Linked DNA regions of Ovis aries: region 1 is linked to region 2. A link is a contact called in public Hi-C data. All regions are on one chromosome and are shown on one strand. Each heading gives the region's core, a stretch centred on a gene start, on an enhancer-like site or on the middle of the called end of the contact. The rest is flanking DNA. Distances are from core to core; before and after follow the strand shown. Region 1 holds the start of FNDC3A (fibronectin type III domain containing 3A). Region 2 has its middle 23 kb from the start of TRNAC-GCA.

Region 1 (3,571 bases), core at 679-3,178, 210 kb before region 2:
AATCCTGTCAGCCTGATATTCTTAGTTAATAGATGCTCAGACGCAAAGGTGTCCAAAGGAACTTATATGAAATTTCACAAAAGAAAATCCAGAATTTACGATTCCTAGTACCCCCACTATCCACCCCCTACCCCTACAAAAAAAAATAAAAAACAACCCCAAGGGTTTTTTTTTTTTTAACGCTAACAATTTAATAAAAGAACGACTAACAAACATTAATTAAAATAACCGCTTTTCTGCCCGCGATTTTACGGCTAAATTATGAGTTCATTTTCCTTTACCTAACGCATGACGTCCTTCCACCGCCGTGTCAGAAGTTCAAAGATCCAGGTTGTTTAACAGGGCGAGGACTGCAGCCTGGAGTCCAACCCCCCCGCGACTGAACAGGTGGTTAACTCAGCCCGCTGAGGAACGGCCAGGTACCGGCACCAGCCAAACAAGATCAAACACACCGGGCCGGGTTTTCGAGGTTTGAACCCCAACAGGCGCGGGGGGAGAGTCTCTTGAGAGGGGCGTTCAAGTTCGGCGGCCGCCGGGCGGCCACAAGCCCGGGCGCTGCGGACGCTCGGCGATCCTCTCCGGGAGGGCTCCGGCACTCGACCCCCGCGCCGCCAGGAGCGGCGCTGCTCGCCGCGGGCCGCCGGCCAGGGGGGGCGGAGGGAGGACCGCCCGCGCCCCCGCGCCGCCTCCGCGGGCTGGTGGCGGGGCCGTGGCCGCGCCCCCGCGAGCGCCTCCCGGAGAGACTCGGGCCCGGCAGGTGCCCGACAAGCGGATGCGTCCCGCCCGCGGCCCACTGCCCCCGCTCGGCAGAGCGCGCGCCCCCAGGACGGGGTGGGCCGCGCCCCTCGACGGGCCCGAACCCCCGCTCGGAGCCCCGGCCCTTCACACTCAGCCTAACGGTTTCCGTGACGCCTGCCCCGGGGCGCGACGGGACCGGGACGCCTCAGTCTCGCCCGCCTTTCCCGAAGGGAGCGCCCGCGCTCTCACCTCCGAGTCACGCCGCTCTGAGGCGGAGGAAGGCGGCTACCCCGGTGCCTCTTCTTCGGGTTCCTGATCGTCCTCGCTCCACCTCAGCGGCAGGGCCAGCTCTCGGGGCCGCCGCAGCCGCTGGCGCACTGACTGTTGGGGTGGTTTCCCGGCAGTGACGGCGCCGCCTCAGCCCCGCTCCTCGCTCCCTCTCCGCGTAGCTCCCGCTTTCTGTTTCACCCGAGGGACCGCGAACGCCGCCGCCGCCATGCTTACTACGGAGCCGGGAGGAGGAGCCCGGACTCGGCTCGCCGAGTGCGGCTGCGCGAGCCCCGCCGACGGCGCCCCCGGCCGGCCCGGACCCCGCGTCCCCGCCCCGCGCCCGCGCCGGCCGCCCGGCGGGTCTTTCCTCGGAGCGCCGGGCGGCCGAGTAGCCCCACCTCGCCGCAACCCGGGACGCCCACCGCCCTCTCGGGCTCCGGGCTCTCTCCCGAGGCCCGACTGCGCCCGAGTCGTCGTAGCCGCCGCGGCGGCCAGGCTGCTGGCGACACTAGGGAAATGAGTTAGTAATGGACGTTCCTGGGACCACTCACACAATTTCTCAGTCCAAACTCTAAAAGACTCCTTGTGAGGCGCACCGGGTCTGCCTCTTTCCGAAAGCACAAAACTTGATGCCGGCAGGTGCTTTTAAAGACACTCCCCCAAGGAACAGGAAGCCAACCGAAGTGGGCTTGGATGTTTTCAATTCCAAACGCTTTAGTGCCCGGGATCTCCTCAGCAAGCAAAAACACTTAGATATTTACTCCAGTTGAAAATGTAGGGGTTAGTTTTTTGGCCTCTTCCCCAGTCAAATCGCATGGAATCCCATTACCTTAATTTGTGCAACAGCCTGAAGACCTGGAAGGGAACGCAGCCGAGATTTCCCTGAACCTCCAGCGACTGGGGGCGCTGCAATAATGCCTGAGGGCTGCCCTGGGCTGCTTCCTTTTGCGGGTTCTAGGGGTAGTCCTTGGGACAGGGAGTCTAACCCAGGAACTGACCCTTCAGAAACAATGGCGATGTAACCAGGCTTCTTTGTCTGGTTTTATTTCGGTTTATTAATTGTGCTGCCTTTCAAAAATAACAGTGCTTTTTTCCTCCACCTTTTAACAGGAATTCTCTGAAAATGTATTTATTCCCTACCTTAAGGGATACAATGGTTAATGAAATCCTTTGTTGATGACTGGCCATCAGATGCCATACCTTGGCCATAACCTAAAGTCCCAAAGGATTGCTGAGGTATATAGGGTCTCTTAGGTGATCTCTGTTTTCTTCTCTTTGGAATGTTCTCATTACCTTTTCTAATATCTGTTACTGCTTCTCCTCTTCTCACCTGCCTCTTGAACCACTCAGATCCTTCCTCTCATCCTTTCTACTTTACTGTTTATTTTTTACTCTTTTCTCCTTTCTTCTGTGCTTTATCTCTATAGCTCCAGGTAATGATTGATGAGGTGTTTATACCCACAATCAGCCAATGAGAGATTTGGTTTCTTCCTCTTCTTCCCATCAGTAAATAGGACAGTGACTCTGTATCAAGTGGTATCTTGAGATATTTTCATTGTTGTTCACTCTCAAAAGTTCTTTTCCTGCAAGAGAGAGAGGTGTTTCCTTTTCTTAACTTTCAGATTTGGCCCTCTTCCAGACAATTGCTGGAAAGCTGATCTCTGAATAACTGAAGCATAACTGTATGTTTTAAAATAGGACTTATCAGAGCGTGGGTGAGTTGGGTGGCTTCTCCATATTGCTTCCCTAGCTCTATTTGGTCTGAGACTAAGCTAGTGGTTTCCAAAGCCAACTCTAAGTAATTTCCAAAGCTTCCTATTCAGGAGCTTTTTAAAAAGACAGAATCTTGTAATCTATCCCTCAAGATTTAATTCCTTTGCCATTGGTGTGGGGGTAAGGGGGAAAAAGTTCATTAAAAAAACTATATTATTAAAAATTATATTTGGGGCATACCTACATGTATAGGCACAACAAGAAAGAAAAGCTATTTTGGAGGAGACTAAGACATGGCATCCGGTCCCATCACTTCATGGGAAATAGATGGGGAAACAGTGGAAACAGTGTCAGACTTTATTTTTTGGGGCTCCAAAATCACTGCAGATGGTGACTGCAGCCATGAAATTAAAAGACGCTTACTCCTTGGAAGAAAAGTTATGACCAACCTAGATAGCATATTCAAAAGCAGAGACATTACTTTGCCAACTAAGGTCCGTCTAGTCACGGCTATGGTTTTTCCAGTGGTCATGTATGGATGTGAGAGTTGGACTGTGAAGAAGGCTGAGTGCTGAAGAATTGATGCTTTTGAACTGTGGTGTTGGAGAAGATTCTTGAGAGTCCCTTGGACTGCAAGGAGATCCAACCAGTCCATTCTGAAGGAGATCAGCCCTGGGATTTCTTTGGAAGGAATAATGCTCAAGCTGAAATTCCAGCACTTTGGCCACCTCATGCGAAGAGTTGACTCATTGGAAAAGACTGATGCTGGGAGGGATTGGGGGCAGGAGGAGAAGGGGATGACAGAGGATGAGATGGCTGGATGGCATCACTGACTAGATGGACGTGAGTC
Region 2 (3,385 bases), core at 800-3,299:
GGCTCATGATGAAGAGGAAAGGTTGGTTAGGTGAGTAGGGTAGAGGTGAAGCAGCGACTGGTTGAACAGGAGCTGCACGGAGAGCGAGAGAACAGCCATCTTGGGTGGCCTGCTCAAACACAGGTGCTAAGGAAACACTAGTTCTGTGAATGAACAAATGCTTGGGACATCAGGGACCGCTTTCCAAAACAGACAGCGCAGAAACTGTATCTCCATGGATGCACAGGAGTGTGCCAACAGAAGGAAATAGACTCGGAAAAGACATGGCCTGTCCAGGGAACCCTAAGGAGTTCAGCATTGTTAGAACGTGAGTGAGTAAAGACAGTTGTGGGAGGAATTACGGTTTGGGGAAATGGAGTGAGGGAAGGAAGATGAGACTAGAGAGATAGGCTGGGGGTCTTCCCTGGTGGTCCAGTAGTTAAGAATCCATTTTCCAATGCAGGGGACATAGGTTTGACCCCTGGTGAGGGGACTAAGATCTCACATGCAGAAGGACAACTAAGGTTGTGCTACAACTAGTGAGTTTGAACCACAACTGGAGAGAAGCTCACGCTCTGCAACAAAACGCTTGCGTGCTACATCTAGGACACGATGCAGCTAAATAGGTAAATAAATATTCTTAAAAAAAAAGAGAGAGAGAGGTTGGATCTAGTTTCTAAAGGGCCTCGTATGCCCTCCTAATACACTTGAACTTCATTTTTTGAGCAGTGAAGAATCAATGGAGTTTTTAAATTAGGAAGTGACAAGATCAGTTTTGATTCTGCCTGAACAAATTACTTTCAGGGAGCAATCTCTGCCCACATAATATTCTCATTGCTCTTTGCCCACTGCAGCTATGTCCCCCTTCATCAAGTCATTCATTCGTTATTTCCCCCACAACAAATGTTTACTGCTTGTTTATGAACAACGTACTGTGTAAGGGGCATGAAGAACAAACAGGAGTGAAAGACGCTCCTTGCTCTAAATGAGCTTTCCTAACCCAGAGTTCAAATTTAGCAACATAAAGGGTGACCACACAAGCCACGTGAGCAAAATTCTGCACTGGGGTCTCTGGCTCCTGTGACCCTTTCTCTCCATCAACACATCCACTCTGGTTCCACATACGAAATTCTCTTAAGTTCGCTTCAGAGTTTCACAACCTTCTCTTCCAAAAGAAACCATCATTGTTTCATCATTGCTATCACCATCCTCAACGTCATCATACCATCCTCACAAAACAGCAGAAAGTTAGCATTTATCTAACACTTTACAGTTTACAAATCTCTTCAGTATACATTACCTCATTTAACCCTGACAAGAACCCTATGAAGTATTGCTATCATCACCTTATAAATGAAAAACCAAACCCAAACTAAGCATGAGGTCATGAGAAATGGCAGCCCGTCTAAAATCACATACTCAGAAGGGCCTGAAATCCAGGTCAGGGGAACAGAGAGAAGTAAGAAATGACCCTCACTGCACTTGCAGATTTTCTAGCTTCTGGTTTTCCACTTTGTTTCTCCCTCAGGACAACAAATATTTTCTGAGCATCTATGATGTTTCAGCCACAGTCTTGGGGCTGCAGAGTGAACGGCAAAAGAAAACACACAGGGTCTCTGCGTTCTTGGAACCTAGCAGCGCTTATAGTCTGGCTTTGGGGGAGGGGGATGGGGAAGCGGGGGGAGCTTTCCCTTTTGCTGCCACTCCTGACCAACTGGTGAGGGAGGGCTTTCTCCCAATTGGTCCAAGGACAGAACGGGCAGCTGGTCACTATTTCTCCACCTCTGCAGCGGCCCCCTCCTTAGCCAGTGTGTTTGTTTTCCTCCGGATTAAGCACAAACGTGCTGGATCCTGCCGTTTCTGCCCTCTCTCGCTGGCAGCGGACTCTAAGGTGTTCTAACAGTCAGAGCTCCTCAGAAAGTCTATGCTACTGGTCTCTTTCCTCACCACACCTTCCTTTCTGTGGCCTGAGCTGCTGGGGTCTTGGTCGCCTCTCAGGGCTGGCTATTGCGCAGCCAAGGGGCGGGGCTCGGTCCTCAAGGGGTGGGGCTCGGTCACCAAGGGGCGGGGCTCGGTCACCAAGGGGTGGAGTTCACAGCGAAAGCGCCTTCGTCACCAGGCTTATTATTCTGCACTGGGAGCCCAGCCTGAAAGCATTTTGCAATTTTTTCCCGAGCTTTCTGGTCAGCAAGCCTAGTTCTCTGAGCTAATGGCCATTTCTGACCCTGCCTTCTCTTGCTCGTTAGTGCCTGTTCTGCTGCTCTTCCTCCAGGGCTGGTACCCTAGCTGGAGGCACCCAGTAAACAATTCCTTATCACTAACATTCCCCCAGCCCCCCTGGAGATGTCTGCAGGTGACAGCGTAGCCTTCTGATTCCAGCCTGCGGGAGGCTTACTCTGCTATGCAGAGTAGTCTGCTATGCAGATTCTATCTAAAATGGGAAAAAAGAATTTCTAACCACGGACTAGACGTTTGATCTGAAGGATGAAGTTAACGTGGCCAACCAGGCCTGATTTACCAGACTGTCATAGGTCTGGCCTGGGGACCTTAAGTGACAATAGCAGAGAGGATCTGTGGCTAACAGGGAATCTGCGGATAGTCTCCCTTGTTGTCATTCAGTCGCAAAGGGTCGTATCCAACCCTTTGCGACCCCATGGACTGCAGGACGCCAGGCTTCCCTGTCCTTCACTGTCACCGAGTCTGCTCAGACTCATGTCCATTGATGCCATCCAACCATCTCATCCTCTGTCGCCGTCTTCTCCTCTTGCCTTCAACCTTTCCCAGCATCAAGGTCTTTTCCAATGAGACGCCTCTTCGCATCGGTGGTTCTCAAAGTCATCACAGCTCACATTTTCTCACTTTCTGTTTGATCCATTTACTGACCCGGGTGACAATGGAAGCTGGGAACTGAGAACTCAACTGTTTGGCACTGGACAGTTCCTTACAGGGGAGGTGACACGGGTGTTCGTGGGGTTCAGACCATGCCTTGGTCTAGCTCTGTACCAAAGAGTCCCTCTCTCCACCCATGCATGGCCTCTGCCAGTGGGGCTAACCTGTGGGGAGCATCCGAAAATTCTCCATCCCTAAATCCTAAAAGCATGATCTTCCCCTGGGGCAGGTGTGGGGAGTGGGAAGTGAGCTGCTCTCAACAGAAATAAAGGGATTTCAGATATTGGAAGTGAGATGGAAGCAGGCAGAGAGGAGCCTAACTTCTTGTCTGGAAAATGAACATGGCCAAGAGGTGAAATTCAGCAAGAGGGGTGGAAGAAAGGGATGGTCGTATGTGTTTCTTTTTTAAAAAAATGAAAATAACAAGATTTCCAATTATCATTACAAACTCACTGTGGAAAATTTGGAAAATAAAAAAAAAGAACTGCAAAGAAAATACTCATAATGTGGCTACCCA

What was found. Hi-C and Micro-C count contacts between places; a contact is called where the count stands out from the background.
Region 1: a Hi-C map of liver shows a contact between it and region 2, with 8 times the contacts expected there. The contact joins the promoter of FNDC3A here to the enhancer-like site in region 2. A contact is called at or near these places in 6 of 16 Hi-C or Micro-C datasets (blood, liver and tail adipose tissue).

What each region holds. Positions count from the first base shown.
Region 1 is chr10:19,058,891-19,062,461 of ARS-UI_Ramb_v3.0, reverse strand. It overlaps FNDC3A (fibronectin type III domain containing 3A), which reads right to left and starts at 1,928. Exons shown (of 26, transcript XM_042254706.1): 1 at 1,838-1,928.
Region 2 is chr10:18,844,320-18,847,704 of ARS-UI_Ramb_v3.0, reverse strand. No RefSeq gene overlaps it. Among named protein-coding and RNA genes, the nearest start is that of TRNAC-GCA, 23 kb to the right of the region's middle. Within about 2 kb of position 2,049, at least 27 of the 54 cell types and tissues checked have an H3K27ac peak or open chromatin away from gene starts, as enhancers often do. A contact at or near this core is called in liver, where this site is marked.